Linked DNA regions of Mus musculus: region 2 is linked to region 1. A link is a contact called in public promoter capture Hi-C data. All regions are on one chromosome and are shown on one strand. Each heading gives the region's core, a stretch centred on a gene start, on an enhancer-like site or on the middle of the called end of the contact. The rest is flanking DNA. Distances are from core to core; before and after follow the strand shown. Region 1 overlaps Cdkl1 (cyclin-dependent kinase-like 1 (CDC2-related kinase)). Region 2 overlaps Sav1 (salvador family WW domain containing 1).

Region 1 (5,278 bases), core at 1,387-3,886:
GGAGGCAGAGGCAGGTGGAATTTGAGTTCAAGACCAGCCTAGTCTACAGAAGGAGTTCCAGGACATCCAGGGCTACACAGAGAAACCCTGTCTCAACAAACAAACAAATGGAAATACAGTCTCACCCTCAGGTGGCCTTCAGTACTTTGGGAAGACAAAGCTCTATGGTGATTGCTGGTAATACAAGAGTTATGGAGCAGAGAAAGAGTGCTTTAAATGGCGTTCCTTAGCAGAGTAGAATCTAACTCCTGGATTCTGAAAACAGCAACCACTAGTTATGGATCTCTTTTACTGTACCCTCCTCCCTTTTCTCTTCTGTCCTTCCCATTGCCCTTAATTGTAGGAGGGGGGCACGGTGAACAAGACTTTCTTCTCGACACTTAGAAGGCTGAGGTTCTTCCTCTACGGTAATCTGAATAATCCAAAACTTGTCAGGCAGGCTGCAGTAAGGACATCTGGATGAATCACCTCATCCTAATGCAGGCTTAGCATCCCTCATTAAAAATTCTGAGACTGAGTGCCAACATGATCCTACAAGTAGGAGATGCTACACTCGACTCCAAGTGTCATGGTCAAATGCGGGCACGCTAGAACGATCATATAACCAGCCTTTAGGATATGGGAAGAAATGAAATGAAACATAAATGAATTTTCTGTTTAGACTCGGGTCCCTTCCCTTACATACCACATTGAAACCTCTAATGTCACAAACACTAGAGTCCCAAGCCGTCTGGATGAGGGATGTTCAGCTTGTAACATGGAAGCCGCCTGTGACCAGCTAAGTCCTTGCAGTAGTTCTGTTGCCAGGCTTAACACATTTAGAAGTTAAGAGGATCTGACCTAAGCTTAAGAGATTAGTCTATATATCCTGGACAATTAGTAAATTCCCAGTAATCATTAAGTCTTGTCATTTGAACAAACCATAGACACTTTTAATGGAGCCATTTCAGCGAGGCTGAGAAATGTCTGTTTCCTAAAGGTGTCAGGTAAGCAGGGGGTGTGGGAGAAGCGAGCAGGTTCTCTCAAAGTCAGCGGAAACCACTTACCCAGGGTTTTCCTTATCAGGTAGAGCTGATCCACGTCAGATTTTCCTGGCCATAGAGGCACTCCGGACAGTAACTCAGCAAACACACAGCCAATTGCCCAGACATCTACAGGGGGACCATACTGCGTGTCTCCCACTAGCAGCTCGGGTGAGCGGTACCACCGGGTGGCCACGTAGTCCGTGTAGTAGTCACCTGGTCCAGCTGGCCGGTGCAGAAACGTGGAAAACAGATCAGTGGAAGCCCGGAGTCAAAACTGAGCAGGGAAAAACCTAAGAAATGAAGCTTTTCCGAATCACCATTCTCAGTGCTAGCTGCTGGTTGTCATCACTTGGCTGTAGGATGTTTTAAATTACTGATACTTGGGCTTCCTCCCGGCCCAATTAATCCGAACACTTGGAGAGGGCCCAAGGCTACCCGCATACTTTTTAAAAGTTCCTTGGGTGTTAATCTATAGCCAAGATTAAAAGGCATTCATCTGAAGTATTAATTCTGGTAAGTATTGTTTGGGGGGTTGGAGAAGGCAGGAGATTAGCAGGCTTTATAATAACTTTTGTGCTACAATTTACATATAGCATACATATCTAAATTGTTGTGTATTTATACATTTTTCAAGTTATATTTCATTACAAGATTTGGCAGGAACCGTAATTTGTTGCAAGATTATTCCCGGGGCAGAATACAAGAACCAGCTTTCTGTAGTATGGAAACCAGCTGTCCCAGCAAGAATGTTCCTTTTACATTGAAGAAGCCGTGGGTACTCACTGAGAAGCCGTGCGAACCCAAAGTCACAGAGCTTAATGGCTGACTGTTTGGTGATGAGAATATTTTCCGGCTTCACGTCTCTGTGTATGCACTGGTTAGAAACAAACAAACAAACAAAACAAAATGTCATGAAGGTGCAACTCTAATATCTGCCACGAGTAAAGGGCTGGAATATTTAGCAGATATTGGATATATCAGTTTAATCTGCCATTGACCTGTTGGATACTAAAACAGCAGACTAAAATAAACCTAGTTCCATACCTACAGACAGAATCATTTCAAATTCTTGAGTGGCCACAAAAACCAAGAAGTGTGATAGGAAAAATGACTGTCAAGAGCCAGACTCAGCAAATAAAAACACGTGAGATACCTAGTTACGTTTGGATTTCAGATAAACGACTTTTTTTTTCAGTGCTGGGCATCAGTCCAGAACCTTAGCCGAGCACGCCACCTGACCTCCACCTCCAACCCAACTAAAATGTTAAGTATATCTCAAACAGTCTGCATTAGAAAAAGGAACTTTATATTTAACTAGGCATCACCCCTAACCTGCCTGCTGTCTATGAAGGGGGAAAGGACCGAAAGGCTTTGAGGCTTCAGCCTGTGGCAAGAACGACAGACAGATTGGAGCAGAAGCCCGGTTCACTGGAAGGCGGCTTGCTCGCTCGGTAAACAAGACAAGCCCTGGGCCTGCTGAGATAAGCTGGGAGAGAGAGGGCTGGAAGCTCGTGTGCCTGCCAAAAGATCGCCCTTCCAGCTCTGACATTTGTCCTGACAAGATAAACAAGAGCTGGCTGCGGCCTCGCCGTCCGGGGTGCGTCGTGGTCGCTAGGTGTCAGCTCTGTCCCACAGCACAGAGGAGCCCAGCGGGAGACTCTTGCATCCTGCCTCACCCGCTGGTATCAAGCTACATTCTTTAAGAGGGTGAAGCCACTACCAAGAGGAGCGCTTGAGGACTCCCACGGGACTTTCTTATTAAATGACAATGTCTTTGATAGATAGACAGATAAATAAATAAATAAATAAATAAATAAAATCTCTTAAGTCAACAACTTTTAATCAACGGTTAACATTTAAAATTGAGTTGGGACAAAATATTACTCCGGGTTCTTTGTGACCCCTCCCTTTTCCCAAGGGTTTTCCTCTCTGCTGGGAAACGCTGGGTCTTTCTGCCGCCCCAGTGACTGTTGGCCTGGAGCCTGCAACTCTTGAGGGTTCCTTGACCCCAGAATCCGGAAAGAGGACAGAGGCTCTTCGTGGGCGCAGCAATTCCCACTCCAAGGGACTTTTAGGGCGAGAGAGCAACGTTAGTGTTTCCCATCAGCATTATTATTCTGGAAAAAAAAAATGGAGGCGGGGTGGGGTGGATAAATTACCTTATAACCTACCTATCTGGTTCTCAGTAATCGATGGCCCTGGGCTCTGAAGTCTTTCACCAGCCATTTTGCATTTTGCTATAAATAGGTCCTTCCATGAATGTCGTGATGACATATGGGCAGAAGGACTCAGAAACAAGAATGTGCTCCACCCCCCCCCCCTTTGTTTGGGAATTCTTTCCAAGCTCAGCACCCTCCCCCCATCAGCCCCCCCCCCCCCCAGCACGTGGAGCCCAGCAGCGTCTGCGGCTCTCCAGAGAGCTGTGGTATGCACTGTATTTATCTTCACTTTCCTCAGATCTCCCCCACCAGGGCTGGCTGGCGAGCTTTCTCGTTCTTTCTGCCCCCTCCTCTCCCCTTCCCTCTGTATCCTCCAGCCCCACTATCTGTCCTGCCACCCTTATGCTGAAACTTGTTTGTTGGGAAAGTGCTAATCACCGATCAAAGCGTCTAGCATCCACTCGTCCTGCCTTAAAATGACTGTTTTCACTGTAAGGAGTCAAACCCAAGGCTTCATGCAGGCAAGGCAAGAGGTCTAACCATGGAGCGACACTCCAGCTCTGATAAGGATTCTAGGCTTCCGATAATGAAAGCCAAAATAATGACTGTTCCCGTGTTTTCTCCTTGTAAGCAGCTTCAGGAAAACTTACTTGGGGCAAGCTCAGAGGGGATTTAACCCCTCGGGCCTGGGTGACCAATAACTGGAGTCCAGTGAAACTCTAAAATTCCCTTCTGGGATTTTGAGTGTTTTTAGTGGTTGGACTCTGATTCCACCCCCCCACACACACACCTTTTTCTTTTCTGCTATATTGATTAATTGGTTGGTTGATTGATCGCAGTACTGGGAATCAAACTCAAGGGCTCATTCATTCTGAGTACTTGACCACACAACTGGGAGCCAGCCCAGGAAGCTGGCTTCCATGTGTAGAAAGGGGGCAGCTCTGTGTGGGGTGAGAGAGGAGAGCAGATTTTTCAGCATCTATGAAGCCATGTCACATGGGCAGTCTCCTACAGTGGCTCCCCCCGCACCCCCCCCCCCGCACCCGGCCCCCCGCCCTCCCCCCAGTCCAGCTGTGGCAAAAAGGACCAGACGCCCATTTAACACTCCTATCTCACCAGGGCAGACACTAGGACTTGGCGCCTAGGACTCCACCCATTGTAACTGCAGCAAGCATCTGGAGTTACCTCTTCCAGTTCAAAGTCTTTTGGGGAAACCAATCCAATAATACAGACTCTCTAAGTAAATGGGGTTCCTTCTTCCTCACATTTTACAAATTAAAAACAAAAACCAAAAACAAAAAACGACTAGTTTTTTTAAAATGATTTTTATAATGTATGTTTCCATAAGATCTGCCATCTTTAAGTTCCTTACTCCCCTCCGCCCCCAGGCTTAGGAAGATTTTCATGGAAAAAAACGTATACCCACAAAGGTGGGGTATGAACTTTGAATAAGGCTCGGTTTTGGCTCAAGAGAAGAAGCCACCTGGGTGTTCAAAGGGGGTCGGGACACTTACGTTATGTTTATGGCAGAAATTTACAGCCTGCAGTGTCTGCCAAGTTATGTTCTTCACGAGAGGCTCTGGTACCCTAATAAAAACAAAAGAAACAGCACAAACACATTCTTCACTCTAGCCATGGACCTCAGCTCAAGAAACCCAATCCAGACGGGGGCAGGCTTTGGGACTGAAAAATCCCGGGAGACACAGCCTCCTCTGGATCCACAGGCCATCAGCCCACAAATCCAGTGTTGAGAATGTGTGACCAGCATGCTGCTGAGTTGTGGGGAAAGCAGGTTAACAAAAATACAAACTTGGATTTTAAAAACAAAACAAAACAAAAAACAGGGAGGAACAGTGAAATATTTCAACAAATATTTATGACCTGGGACTGCCTGAAATTTGAACTCCTCAGTTTTTTTCTTTGTCTTGTTTTGTTTGTTTGTTTTGTGTTTTTTTTTTTTTTTTTTTTTCCGAGACAGGGTTTCTCTGTGTAGCCCTGGCTGTCCTGGAACTCACTCTGTAGACCAGGCTTGTCTCAAACTCAGAGATCTGCCTGCCTCTGCCTCCCAAGTGCTGGGATTAAAGGCGTGCGCCA
Region 2 (5,278 bases), core at 1,894-4,393, 210 kb after region 1:
AAGTATGACTTCAGCATGCTGAATTTTATATAGTACTATAAGCTAAAAAGGAAATGAGACCTGTGTGTCTTCTAACCCTGGTTCTTATATTCTAGGCGTTATACAAGCTTTACAGTGCAGCAGCAACCCACAGACACCTGTGTCACCAAGCTTTCCCTGCACCCAAGTCAGAGCCTACTCAACAACCGGAAAAGAAGAAAATTTAATCTAAAAACATGCAGGTGCATGACCGTTTGTCAGCTAACTATCAAAGCTTTTGTTTCCATGCAAACATGCAAAGTGCTTCCTTTAGAGTGAAACCCAAACACCCGACCGAGGACTCGGACAGTTTACTTCTTTACTCCAGTGTTTAATGAGCAGATGTATGTATGCATGGTTATTTGTCAATGTGCAGTTTCCTCATTTCTGTCTTTAAATATGCTATTATCATTTCAGGTATTTGTAAATTTGAGGATAGATTTGTTCTGCTTGACTTTTCTAAGTTCTACTACTGGGTTATAATTAAATATTGTGTAGTATTACTCTGGGTTTGGATATGCTCATTTGATTTCTATAGAAAATTTAAGTTATTTTACATAGCTATTTGTTAAAGCACAGTATAACTTGGCAGGCTTGATTTTAATCTATATAATATTATACATACCACAGGCTCTTACCTTGAAACATATTTGAGAGCTTAAAAGTTGCTTTACCAAAAACTATACATTGTTTCTTTTATATCTTTATGAATATAGAATGTAAATCTCTTGATCAAAAATGCACAAAAATTGTTTTGTACATGTGTTTGAGTTTCACTGCACTGTATATTTTTTCATTTGGTACACCACAAATGTATTCTTCATAGGTTTATTCTTTTAATATGTGAACTATTAAACTTTACTGTTTCCTAACATTAAACCAAATGCTCACTGGCTCTAGAACTACTTGGGAGGTCTGGTGTGGCATGAAAGGTCTATTCTGCCTCAGTTCAAGGTGCATTTTCTTTCTGATACCATTTCAAGACAAGACTGGGTGCTCAAGGTGGTGTGAGCATACACTATTTCTGATCCCACTTCAAACTTAAATATACATCTTAAATACAAGCTAATTGTATTAGGTACTTTCCAGTTCTTTGATTTTAAAAAAAGTTTATTTACTCCTTAGACAAGATTTTACTATGCAGCTCAAGCTGTCTTTCAACTTGTGATGGCCCTGCCCACCTCCCAAATTAGAAACATGTTGCTACCTGTAGCATCCTTCCAGTTCATGTAAACCAGGGAGTCTATATTTCTTTTTGTGTGTTGGGGAGGGGGGTGTGTGCAGTGGGGGCGGTGGTGGTTCAAGACAGGGTTTCTCCGTGTAGCCCTGGTTGTCCTGGAACTTGCTCTGTAAACCAGGCTGGCCTCGAACTCACAGAAATCCACCTGCCTCTGCCTCCCAAGTGCTGGGATTAAAGGTATGTACTACCACCACCACCTGGCTATAATATATTTCTAATAACTGAAATCTTTAGTGGAATTTTGTTAACGAAACTAAACCCTTTAGAGGAAAATAAATCAGAGGAGAGACTAGTAATGGAAGAATGGTAATGCCTCATCTACCCGGGAGCCCAAGCAGACATTTTTAACTGTCTCAGAAATGGTGAACAGAAAGTAAGAGAGACAGAAGAATGTGTGTAAGCTTACAAGCTGAACAGAAGTTTACACTTCTTTACAGACAGCTGGCCGTATGCGCACTAATTCTCTTCCCCTGATAATGTCCCAGTAGCCATATTTTAGCTTCAGCTTCTCTTTTCATTATAGGCTTGTGGGCCTTCTGAACAGAATGATAAAGCATAACAAGTATAAAGCATCAAACATTAGACTAAATATACCAAAACATGCATTCAAGGACCAGACAGTTTCCACAAAAATATATTTAATAACTTGTTATATAAAATCAAATGCGAAATTTTATCAATAATTCAAAGTCACTTCTAACATGGAGTGCTTATACTTAGGAAAAGAACTAATATATATACATATTCACAACATTTGTAAGCACAACTGAAGAGCTATGAAGCTCAAGAATTCTAGATTTACAGCTGGAAGTTCCATAAGTTTATCTGTAATCAAGTGTTCAGCACTAATTATGAACAACTATTAAACCCAAAGCAAGAAAAATAGGAAGGAATGACAGCCTGTTTCTACACCTTTATGACAAATACTTCTCAAAGATAAAAAAGGCAATATAAAATTTACTTAAGTGACCAAGATTGCTTATTGGATCCCTGATTGTCGTTTTTGGCAACTTAGCCCACCCTGATGGAAGGCAGTATTCTATGTGGTCAGGAAGCCTGTGCTGTGTCTCAGAGCCATGCTAACTGTACTTATGTGCTCTGCCTCAAAGGAAGGAAGCCGTATTAGCAACAGTTGCGCACTAAGAGGCATGTATTTATTATAGTCCTGTATTTCTGAATGTATTCCTCAAAGACTTCATCTTTCTCCTTCAAAGGTGTTCCTTACATTGGGGGTCGGGGGACTGAGGGGGCGGGGGGGAGATGACCACACACGTACAAGCTTGTTACAATAAAGGTTCCAAGTCCTGTTTTGTATTTTGAACTATACCTATGGTAATAGTCAAACCATCTCATTCCAGAAAACACTTGACACCACACGTAGCAACTGATCACAGATGTACTCTCATCCTCTTCTGTTTCCTAAACAAGAAGGGTGTGTCCATAAAAAGTCAGAGAGTGACGGTTTCCTATTTAATGCCTGTTTATGCTGATAATCTCTTCCTGTACTACTTTTTGTCCAGAGTCTCCAGCAGTTTCCTAATACAGCATTTGGTAGCATATGCCATATTGGCTTTTTAAATGATAAAACTTTCTTGGTTCAATAAAAGAAAAAAAATTGATAACAAAATATATGTAAAACTAGAATTTTATACTTCCAAATAGTAAGTTACCTTTATTAACCAAAGAACTTGTTTGCAGTCATTTATCTGAAAATATTTTAAAGCTCTTATAAACTTGGCTTGTGATAAGTTAACTTAAGAACGTCTTGCCATGCTGCTGGGCATACCACTGCTGCCTCTGCTTGCGGTTTTCCAACTCAGTGAGAAGAGCCTGTCTGTAGGCCTCGTACAACTTCACAATCTGCTCCAGTTCCTTCATGAAGAGCAACTTCAGCATTCCCTGGTACGTGTCCAGGTCAGCCAGCTGGAAGAGCTCCCACTTCAGAATGTGGTCATATCTGTAGGAAAACATGTTAATAAGATAAGACAGAAATGTGCATTTACAACAATAAACTGGTCTATTTTTTATAGATATTTTTATTATACATAAAACTCAGCTTCATGTTAAAGTATTTGCGTTAGTAAAACTTGCTACTTAGATATATTTTTCTTGAGCTGGGGCCCTAAGCTGACCTTGAACTTCTGTGTGCAGGATGTCCTCCTGCCTCACACTTCTCAGTGGCTACGAATACAGGCGCATGCGAACACACATAGCTCTGAATACACTATCTCCCCCCTTCCCTCTCTCTAAAATTCATTTCCATTTTTTATGTGTATGAATGCTTGACCTGCATGCATGCCAGTGCACTGTGTACACGCCTGGTGCCTGAGAACGCCAGAGAAGACATCAGATACCCTGGAACTGGAGTTACAGTTTTAAGACACTCTATGGCTCCTAGGATCTGAACCAGGGCCCCCTGCAAGAGCAGCAGCACTCTCTCCAGCCCTATTTATTTTTTAATTGGGGGATTTTTTTTTAGATTAACTTTTATGTATATTGGGTGTTTTGCCCACATTATATGTCTGTGTACCACATGCAAAGACAGAAGAGGGTACTGGATCCCTTAAAACTGGAATCTCAGACAGTGATGAGTGGCCATAAAGACTCTGGGAACTGAACTTGCTCTCTACAACTGAGCCATCTCTCTAGCCACAAATGTGCTGCTTGTTAAGGAAGGGAAAAAACTGTTAAATATTACTTCGGGCTTATTTTAAAAATCAAATGTAATATTAGTCTTGAGTAATACCGTTAATACTGCTTTCAGACTATAGTGGTTCTGTAATTTCCAAAAAGCGCATCCTATGCTCCTTAAAGTTCATACAAAGTTAATGTTGAGAACTTAGAATCCTCGAGAGCATGCCGTGCTCACAAGTGGTCACACAGAAAAGCATGCAGTCACTAGTGAGTGGCGTCAGTGCTGGCAGACTGACAGGTGACAGAGGAACACTATTCAACTACAACAACTGAGACAGAAGATGAATCATTTGGGAGCCAAGTATTCCTGAGGATGAGTAACAAGAAATAAATACTAAGAAGACAGGTTTGGAGGCATGGCTCGGAAGTTCTTGCAAAGGACTGGAGTTCAGTTCCCAACCCCTCATTAAGTAGCTCCCATCCCCCTAGACCTCCAGCTGCAGGAAATCAATACTTTCATTTGGACTCAAGCTACACCACACATGTGTGTACACAAACACACACACATAGTTAACAATAAAATAAATTCAAGAATCAAAGAAAGAATAAACTTTCAAAATGAGAGAAACTGAAGAAAACTTCACAATGTGACATCATGTTGCTTATTCTCATGTGGGCCTTGGAAGGACTCTAGTCCTCCTTCAGTGCTTAAAGTAAGTTGGAAGTATAAAACCAAGGTAGTAACTTACACTTTGAAAGGGGAGAGATCAAGAGACAGCAGTCTAACTTAGTTTTCTTGTTTATAGATGAAAACCCTAATTATCTCCTGTAAAAATGTTTAGTGACTAACAGTTCAGGAAGGCAGAGGTGTATGGACCAAGGAGCTTTAGAGTGACAGTTTTTTAGGGTCACTGTCCATTACCATGGGAATGTAAATACAGTAAGTTATGTACCTATGTGATGTTGAGGTCATTTCTCAAATCACTGCAGGGTAGAGATAAAAGGAAGCTTTAAGTTGCAATGTCTAGTGAATTTGTTTATAATAACACTTCTGTCCTATCTAATGGCTACTTTGGTAACTCATTTGCCATTTTATTCCAAAGTCTATATAAAAACATATACGGCTCAAAAAAATACAAAAATAAAACAAAGTATACTGAGCAGTTCCTGCAAGCTGCCCAGGCTGCACAGTGCCACACACAGTTCCATCATCTTGGGTGTGTGTCCCAGGAACACCAGCACCGTGGCAAAGCTGCAAGCAAGCAGCTCACCCCACCCCCGCTTTTATTCTGTTACTTGAGGACTGAGGACTAATCTTGCAGAAACCTGATAGGCTCTTTTCTTGGCAGCACCACTCCTCATGGACAAGAGCTGGAGCTGCATCAA

What was found. Promoter capture Hi-C pulls out the DNA fragments that hold promoters and counts their contacts.
Region 2: a contact with region 1 is called in a promoter capture Hi-C map of the 3T3-L1 cell line, with 4 times the contacts expected there. The contact joins two enhancer-like sites. A contact is called at or near these places in 10 of 39 promoter capture datasets (the 3T3-L1 cell line, 3T3-L1-derived adipocytes, the C10 cell line and 4 more), 1 of 15 datasets of contacts at CTCF or cohesin (large pre-B cells), 2 of 484 Hi-C or Micro-C datasets (the C10 cell line and pre-B cells), 2 of 115 datasets of contacts at active chromatin or transcription factors (embryonic stem cells and stem cell-derived neural progenitor cells) and 2 of 9 other capture datasets (embryonic tail and embryonic trunk).

Annotation. Positions count from the first base shown.
Region 1 is chr12:69,755,400-69,760,677 of GRCm38.p6, forward strand. Cdkl1 (cyclin-dependent kinase-like 1 (CDC2-related kinase)) reads right to left here. Exons shown (of 10, transcript NM_183294.2): 4 at 4,699-4,771; 5 at 1,809-1,899; 6 at 1,047-1,247. Among named protein-coding and RNA genes, the nearest start is that of Mir681, 5.9 kb to the right of the region's middle. RefSeq lists an enhancer at 2,010-3,863. Within about 2 kb of position 2,637, at least 124 of the 459 cell types and tissues checked have an H3K27ac peak or open chromatin away from gene starts, as enhancers often do.
Region 2 is chr12:69,963,133-69,968,410 of GRCm38.p6, forward strand. It overlaps Sav1 (salvador family WW domain containing 1), which reads right to left. Exons shown (of 5, transcript NM_022028.2): 5 at 1,880-3,215. The coding sequence ends at 3,008. It overlaps Atl1 (atlastin GTPase 1), which reads left to right. Exons shown (of 15, transcript NM_178628.5): 15 at 96-953. The coding sequence ends at 206. It also overlaps the pseudogene Gm3086. Among named protein-coding and RNA genes, the nearest start is that of Gm52003, 6.9 kb to the right of the region's middle. Within about 2 kb of position 3,144, at least 13 of the 459 cell types and tissues checked have an H3K27ac peak or open chromatin away from gene starts, as enhancers often do.